Regions from separate parts of the Gossypium hirsutum genome. Here region 2 is linked to region 1. The links are chromatin contacts, called in public Hi-C maps. All regions are on one chromosome and are shown on one strand. The core of a region is the stretch at or near the end of the contact, and the rest is flanking DNA. Distances in the headings are between cores, read along the strand shown.

Evidence for each region. Hi-C and Micro-C count contacts between places; a contact is called where the count stands out from the background.
Region 2: a contact with region 1 is called in a Hi-C map of leaf, with 2.7 times the contacts expected there. The contact joins the promoter of LOC107897656 here to the promoter of LOC107897649 in region 1. A contact is called at or near these places in 2 of 34 Hi-C or Micro-C datasets (both in leaf).

Annotation. Positions count from the first base shown.
Region 1 is chrA10:23,721,685-23,725,629 of Gossypium_hirsutum_v2.1, forward strand. LOC107897649 reads right to left here and starts at 2,097. Exons shown (of 9, transcript XM_016823166.2): 1 at 1,397-2,097; 2 at 1,230-1,298; 3 at 807-863; 4 at 681-723; 5 at 410-493; 6 at 1-226. The coding sequence starts at 1,675.
Region 2 is chrA10:23,983,366-23,987,310 of Gossypium_hirsutum_v2.1, forward strand. LOC107897656 (pyruvate, phosphate dikinase 2) reads right to left here and starts at 2,251. Exons shown (of 21, transcript XM_041079251.1): 1 at 2,097-2,251; 2 at 1,671-2,019; 3 at 358-414; 4 at 1-103. The coding sequence starts at 1,997.

The DNA.
Region 1 (3,945 bases), core at 847-3,346:
GACTGTGATCCAGAATCGGAGCTTGATATTGATGACCTATCATCAAACATGCCTCTTGAGGTAGAAAACGAAACTGAATGTCTCCTAGGAGACACTGGCTTAGATGTCCTTGTGGGGGATACAGAAGCTGACACACTTGGTGGAGAACCTGGAGGAGTTAGCCGCGGTGTGCTTGTTTGTGATGCTAGCAGGAGGCCATGAGGTAAGCCAGGCCTTGAGGCTGACACTATAATGGTACCCAGTGAGGAAAATAGATGACAATATGAAGAAAAGGGGAAAATAAAATATTTCAGTGCTCTCAGTAGCGATCATGGAAACAGAAAGATCTTCAGTGTGCACTGTGTGGAAAGAAACATATTTAGGTATAAATTCTACAGCTATGGCAAAACCAACAAAGACTGAAGTGTACCATCTGAGTCACGATCCTCTGCACCCGAATCAGAGTACTGGCTGCGCATTGAAGCAGTTCTTGAAATCAAGGCAGAATCATCTTCTGGAAAGTTGGAAGATACCAAGGGTTATCATCATAAGCAATGACAAGCAGCGTAAGCATCTGACAAAGAACTGTAAGGATGACAACTTCTAATAGTGCACTGAATGTTCAATCTAGATCACAGATGCACTACAGAAATGAAGTTCAAATGCGTTCAACTGAGTGAACAGGAAAAAGAAAAACATACCTGACAGTGTTGGCTTCGCGATGATTGGAGGACCCCCTGTGGCCTGTATGGAAAACAAGATTTAGCAAGTAAAAAATCTACAAAGCATCATTCTAAAAGGGAATCCCTGGAAGTGGAATTACTTACAGAACTTTCATCGTCCTCTTGAAGTGACTGCATAAGCTTCCTTCTAAAGACCTCCAACTGCAGAATCGCATAACAGTCGAACCTCAGACTAAATTGCCTAGTAAAACCCTCAACACTACTTCCCACTTCCCCAAAACACCAATTAGCTCAAACCACACAAGCCCTTGGTAGTTCAGATACATCAATTGAAGGGCACACTCAAATTTCCAAAATTCAACATACATATAACACACAAGATGAAAACATTCCAAATCATCAAGCAATGCTCATGCCTTCCCTTATCAGGATTCTAAGAATGCACATTGGTTATAAAAATTTAATGTGAACCCTTTATTTTGCATGAAAAATAAAATTATCTTCAACATTTTAAAAGTCCTATTAACAATTTAGTGAACCCCCCCCATTAACAATTTAACAATTTACCTTGGAAACATCTCTCTGAAGCTTCCTTACAGTATTAGAAAGCGAAGCATTATCTTTCAACAAGCTCTCCTACCAAAGAACAAAAAAAGGAAAGATAATTGAATCATTAAAATTCTAAAAAAAAAAGGAAGAAACAAATTAAAGACAGAAAACCAGATGGAACGTACCTTTTCTTGGTCGGCCTTAACGAGCTTATTCGAGGTTTCAGACAAAGAAGTCTCGAGAGCATCGATCAGGGCACACAAGTCGGCGATTTGTTGGTCTTTCTCGGTGAGCTTGTCTCGAAGAGAAGAAGACTCGGCTTCGAGTAAAGACACGCGGGTGGAGAGAGCAATGGAGGTGATCTTACGGGCCACATCGAGTTGATCAAAAGGATCGGAGGGTAATACTTGCAATAATTCCTCGGGAAGATCGAAGGTGGAACCACCCGACTCTTTGGCCAACATTTTTATAACTCTCTCTCTCTCTGTCTCTCTCTCTCTCTCTCACACACACACACACACAGAGTCACACACTCCAATCTCTTTTCTATTAGCTTCCTTTTTTTGTTTCACTTTTTCTATATTATATATGAAGAAAAAAACTGAAAGTACGGGGATTAGATAAATCATATAAATGGTTGGATTTGGATTTCAGACATGGGGTGAGAATTGAGAATGTCAGAGTGTGTTGGGTATTTTTCTTTATGACAAAACAACCAACATGTGGCCTGCGAATGGATAGGCAAAAGAGAATAAAGACAAAGTTTCTAGTGGTCTGCTTTTTTAGCTGGTTTCTATCTCTTTGGTTCAGAAACAGACATAGATTTTGGTTGGTCTTAAAATGGCATCGTAGTATCCGCCATGGCCATTGGGGAGCTTGGAAGCATTTCATGGGCTTCATATTGGTTGATGAATCATTTTACTCAACCTAAAACAATATGTAAATATATCAAATTGGGCCCTGTTCAAGATTTGATCCACTCCCATTAAAACCGATAGTTCTATCATGTCACTTCCGCAAAGCAATTGATTGTGGAAGAAATTAGGAGAAGTAGGCATTTTCAGATAACAACGTAGATTCCATCTGAATCTAAAATCATAACACCATTATCTTGACTTTGTGGTAACTTAGTTCATCAAACTAACTTTTCACCCGTTTTTTTCCCTTCCTGATCATCACACCTTCATTATAAATTTTTAAAGTAATCTAACTTTATATATAAAAAATAAAAATCATTTTAACTCCCCATTTAATTTTTTCACCTCTTTTTGTCATTGAATTTGAATTTTTGTCAACTTACCCTAAAATAGATGAAAAAATTAAATATTTATTAACTTTGTTGACGCTAATATACATAGATTGTAATATAGATGACACGTTAACATTTAATTAATTTTTAAAATTTAAAAAATATCAAAGTAAACTTATTCATATTTGAAAACCAAAAAAACAAAAATAAAGAGAAATGTTTTTAAGAAATTTTATAAATAAAAATAAAAAAAAAGAAGAGAAGAAAAAAGAGGAACCTGACATGTTGTTTCAGGGGCAAAGCCAAGCCTTTATAATTTTTTAAAAAAATTGAATTAATAAAGATAAAATTACACTTTAGCCTCTTTTAAAATTATAAAAATTCGATTTAATCCTTTACAAATTATAAAAATATAAACTATAAAAAATTAGAATTTCATCCTCCCCTAAAAAATTGTTCTAACTTCGCCATGTATTTTTTTATCAGGTTTTAGAACCTCACATTAAAAAAACTCATCCAAGTCATGAAAATTGTTTGAATATGAAAAAAGGGAAAAGAAAAGTTTATTTCTAGCCAACAATACTTTCTCGCCCTTAAATAAAAAGAATGTGTTTAAATACATTGGAATTTGCATCTTTTAAAATGCTAACTCACCTATTATTTACTTACTATCTATTTTTAGTTGATGAATGGAAAGGATGAAGGCTTCGGTTATGAGGAAAGTCATGAGCCGAAGTTGCAAAAGTTAAAGGTTTTCTATAACTTAGTAATTTTTATGTGTTTTTTAATTTATTATAATTTTTAAATTTTTATAATTTTATAATTTTTTTAAAATTTTTTAGAACCAGAATTAAATTAACATCACATGTAAAGATTGAGTGTTAAATATTTTAAAATTATAATTAAAATTATATAATACGTAAATATTAAGAATAAAATTATTATTATATTAATTAAAAAATCAATCATTTATAATAATTGATTCACAACCATATAATTTATCTCTTAAAAAGTATAATTTAGTCAAATAATAATAAAAAATAAAAAGGAAATGAGGAGCCAAGGAAGGAGAAGAAAACGACATAACTTGTTGATTTATTATAATTATGGAGACATAACTGTTGAATTGGAGGCAAGATTTGATTGAAGACATTAAATAAATATGTTAATCTACAGATAAATAATTTTTTTTTCAAAAAGAAGCATGTTTTTTGGGGAATTTATTCTAATATAGTGGGTGCCTTCCAACTCAGAGTTGATCTATAACTTTTCTGTCTGGATATAGCTGTTTTCCTTCATGTCTTACCAAGCTTTTGTAAAGTTTGGATTTTAGGGTAAAAATAAAACGTAGAAATTGGAATTTTCTATATATTGCACCTCATAAATAAGATAAAAAAAATGACTGATAGATATAGAAATTTTTGCAAATGTATTTGAAATATTTAAACAAGTAAAAAAAATTACCATAGAGTATAGTAATTGTAG
Region 2 (3,945 bases), core at 1,001-3,500, 260 kb after region 1:
TCTGCTGATACTCCTGGCATGCTTCTGTTGATATGGTAATTCCCGGTGGAACTGATAGCCCAATGCTGGACATCTCTGCCAAGTTTGCCCCTTTTCCACCCAACTAGATAAACAACAAAAACCCATTCATTAACCTGTCTAAAAACTTGCAAGCCATTCATAATAACGCATTGAAAAAACTAAAGAGACTTGAATTTGAATCCACTGTAAAATTTTATTGAACATTAGCCATGCTAAACCAAAACAGTGTTCCAAATGTGAGCTATTGCCAATTTTAAGCTCTATTCTAGCTTTAAAATTTCAGTGCCATGGCATGCCAGGATTTTGTTGTATAGAACTACGAAATAGAATTCTTACCAGAGACTTCATGCCCTTATGGCCTTCACTCCTTCCTTTGCCAAATGTAAATACTCTCTGTGAAGTTAAGTAAGAAGTCAAAACAAGCTGCGAGTCTTTATGGGACTCAAGATGAGTGTCAAATACGAGTATATATGTAACATAAGCCATTGTAACGAGCAAAGTTGCAGGAATCCAACTTCTGGTTTTCATGGAATTAACAACATTTAAAAGGCATTGTGATGTTGAAGGACCCCAGGAGACAGCAAGCAACAGCTTAAACAAAAAGACCATGCTACCAACCATTTACTTCCTAGTTTTAAGTATCAAGTCTATAAATTCATCAATTAGTCTATTATAATATTTTTCAGTTTTATGATTAACGCATAGATCATGCCACCAAATCATGAAGAATATTAAATAAATCTAAACCACATTATGATATTGTAAATTGCAAGATAATCAAGTCACATAGTATGCATGAAAGAAAACATGACATGACATAGAAAAAGCATGAATACTATATAAATATACTAACATGTAAAATATTATATAAATATAAAATAACTTAAACATGACTATATATATAAACGCCACAAGAATACATGAATTGCCCATGGGATCATGTTAACCCAAAGACCAAAACCTCTGCTTTGGATATATAATGGGCCTATTGATAGTTCAATCCAAGAATCCAACCCAAAACATTGAAGTTTGTAAAGAGATAGACCAAGAACCAAACTAGTTCACTAATTAACATACCTCAAGTTTGTTAACCCAATCATGACCCCAAACTCCTAATTTAGACACATGTGAATATGAAAGGAGAAAATAATTAAAATATAATACAATATGACAATTTGAAACCATAAAAGTTTTGAAAACTTAGATTACCATAAAACTGTTATGGAAGTTATTATGCTAAAAAGTTAGATTATATTTTTTTCACTTTACTAAAAGATTAAAAAATTAGTCTATGTATATTAGATCAAAAATAAAAATTTTATTTATTTCTATTGCTAAAATAGATTTTTTTTATCAATATAAGGTTCACATGGCATGTCAAGTTTTCAATAGTAGAAATAAATAAAATTTTCAATAAAAAAGTTGTTTACTCCTTTATCTAACATACATAGAATTAGTGAAAGGGACAAAATATAATTTAATTCTTAATATAAGGGATTTTATGATATTTTTATCAACAAATTATTCAGTTACTTAAAATTTATACGAAATTATGCCTTAAATATAACTGTAATACGAGAACAGAAGGATCGGGCAGAAATGAATTTCTATGGACTCTGATCACTGAAAAACAAATATAAAAGGTAGACCTTTTTCATGGTTGGTGTTGGATCAGAGAGAGGGGAAAGTATGGCTTCAGCCCGAGTGTCGAGCCGCCTCTGTCTTGAACTCCACATGTTCTTTCCATTCCCATGGAACAAACAACAACCACAATAACATTCTTGCATCATATGACGACTGGTAATTACTCCCACACTACCAAAACTTGGCTTCATCACCCCCAAAAATGAACGTTTTTTAACTTTAAAAACATCAAGTCTATGATTTCCATCCAAATAGCTTCCTTCCCATAGCCTCTGCTTATATACATCTGGTGTTGGTCTTATAACTATTCCTTTCATCGCTGCTGATGACATTTCTTTTGTTTTTTCAAACAACCTGCTTAATCAACAAAGAAAAAGTACTTTAAAATTAAGAAAAATAAACCAATTATAATCAAATGAAAAAAGAAGTACCTGAGCTTGGGAAAAGTGGCAGTTATTGATTTTTTTTTCTTTTTGAAGCTTCGAGGCTGAGAAATGGAGTGAAGTGATGATGGAGAAAAGAAAATGGCGGTTGTTGTGTTATAGGATTTTATTTTATTTTTATTTTTGTTGCGATAATTTATTCATTTTTATGTGAGAAAAAAATTGGAATTATTGAAAAAGAAAAAAAAGGGTTTGATGAATGACATGAGTGGATGGGATTACGGTTACAGCGCTAAGTCATGGGGCTAACGGAACTTTAAATTGTTTGAATTACCTTAAATGCCCTCCCTTGAATCATTTTTCAACAGGTGGACCATGGTCGTTGAAGTGGCGCCCAGCTATTGGTTGCTTATGTTGAACTATTTTTTTTTGTAAAAATACTATTTATTTATTTTGTGCTCCATTACAAAATTACAAGTCATTTTCCTCTTTTTTTTTAAGAATTTCAATGTTCATGGCACACAAATTAATAAAAATCCCATCCAACCAAAAAAGAAAAAAAATAATTTCATTATCAATTTGAATTATCATTTTTATATTATATTATATTATATTATATTATATTATATTATATCCTTAATACATAATTTTATATCTAAGTTTGACACGATGCTAGTTTAATTTTTTGGTTCAATGTAGTACATATATTTGATAATAGTTATATATTTAGTATTTGAACGTAACAATGTTAGTTTTTTTAGTGTTAATAATATTAGTAATTAATTTTCATTTAATAAACTCTAAAATCGAACTTAAATACTATAAAGTTAACATTGTTGTCTTTGGATACCAAAATATATAACTTTTATCAAATACAAATACTAGATTAGATAAAAATAATAATACATATACCACATTAGAAAAAAAGTCTCAAATTTAGGTATCAAAATTTTATATTATATTAAATAACTAAAAATAATTGGAGTAACATATTTATAAAAATTGATATAAAAATCAAATGTGACTTTGGTTAAAATAATAAAATTAGGATGTCTTGGATTTAAATGCATTTTTTTAAAATTTATCAAAATATAAAAATATATAAATACTATCAAAATAATATTTGTTAGTTTATAAAAAAATGAACTTTTGATAATTTCACGACTGAGCTGGGACTTAGTTGATGAATGACATCAACTTAATCAAACTTTTAATAATAGTATATAAAAATAAATAGATTTAAAGGTCCGGCCTAGTTGATATTACTTATTAATTAGATCTCAACTCAATTATGAAGTATTTATATTATTTTCATATTTTATATAAAATCTATAAAAATGCACAATGTTTAAACCTAAAACTTGAATTTAATGAGTTGAGTCAAATTTTGAACAAATATATGATCATTTGGTTTAAGTTGACTTAATGATAAATTTGTTCAAAACAGATAAAATAATATTAGATTATGACACACCCATGACGTGATAAAAAAATTTATGTAACAAATATATTTATTTAAAGTTCATACAAATACCAAATTATGCTTTCGATGAAATGATAAAGTTAAATATTTAAAATTCATTGTATCACAGGTTTCACATTTTACTATTATTGGGTTTTTATTTATTTATAAAATATAAAAAGATAAAAGAATCCTCATAATCATATAACTTACTTTGTATATAAATGAGTATTTTAGTAATTTCACAACTTAATTAGTGCTCGATTGACTCATAACACCAACTTAATTAAGGACTTAATATAAGTACAGTTATATTTGAATTCGATATTAATATTAAATGTTATTTGAAAAAAAAACTAAAAAAATAAGTATTGATTTTTTTTCTATTATAAAGTTTATATTTTAAAATTAAATATTAAGTACTCAATATTTATG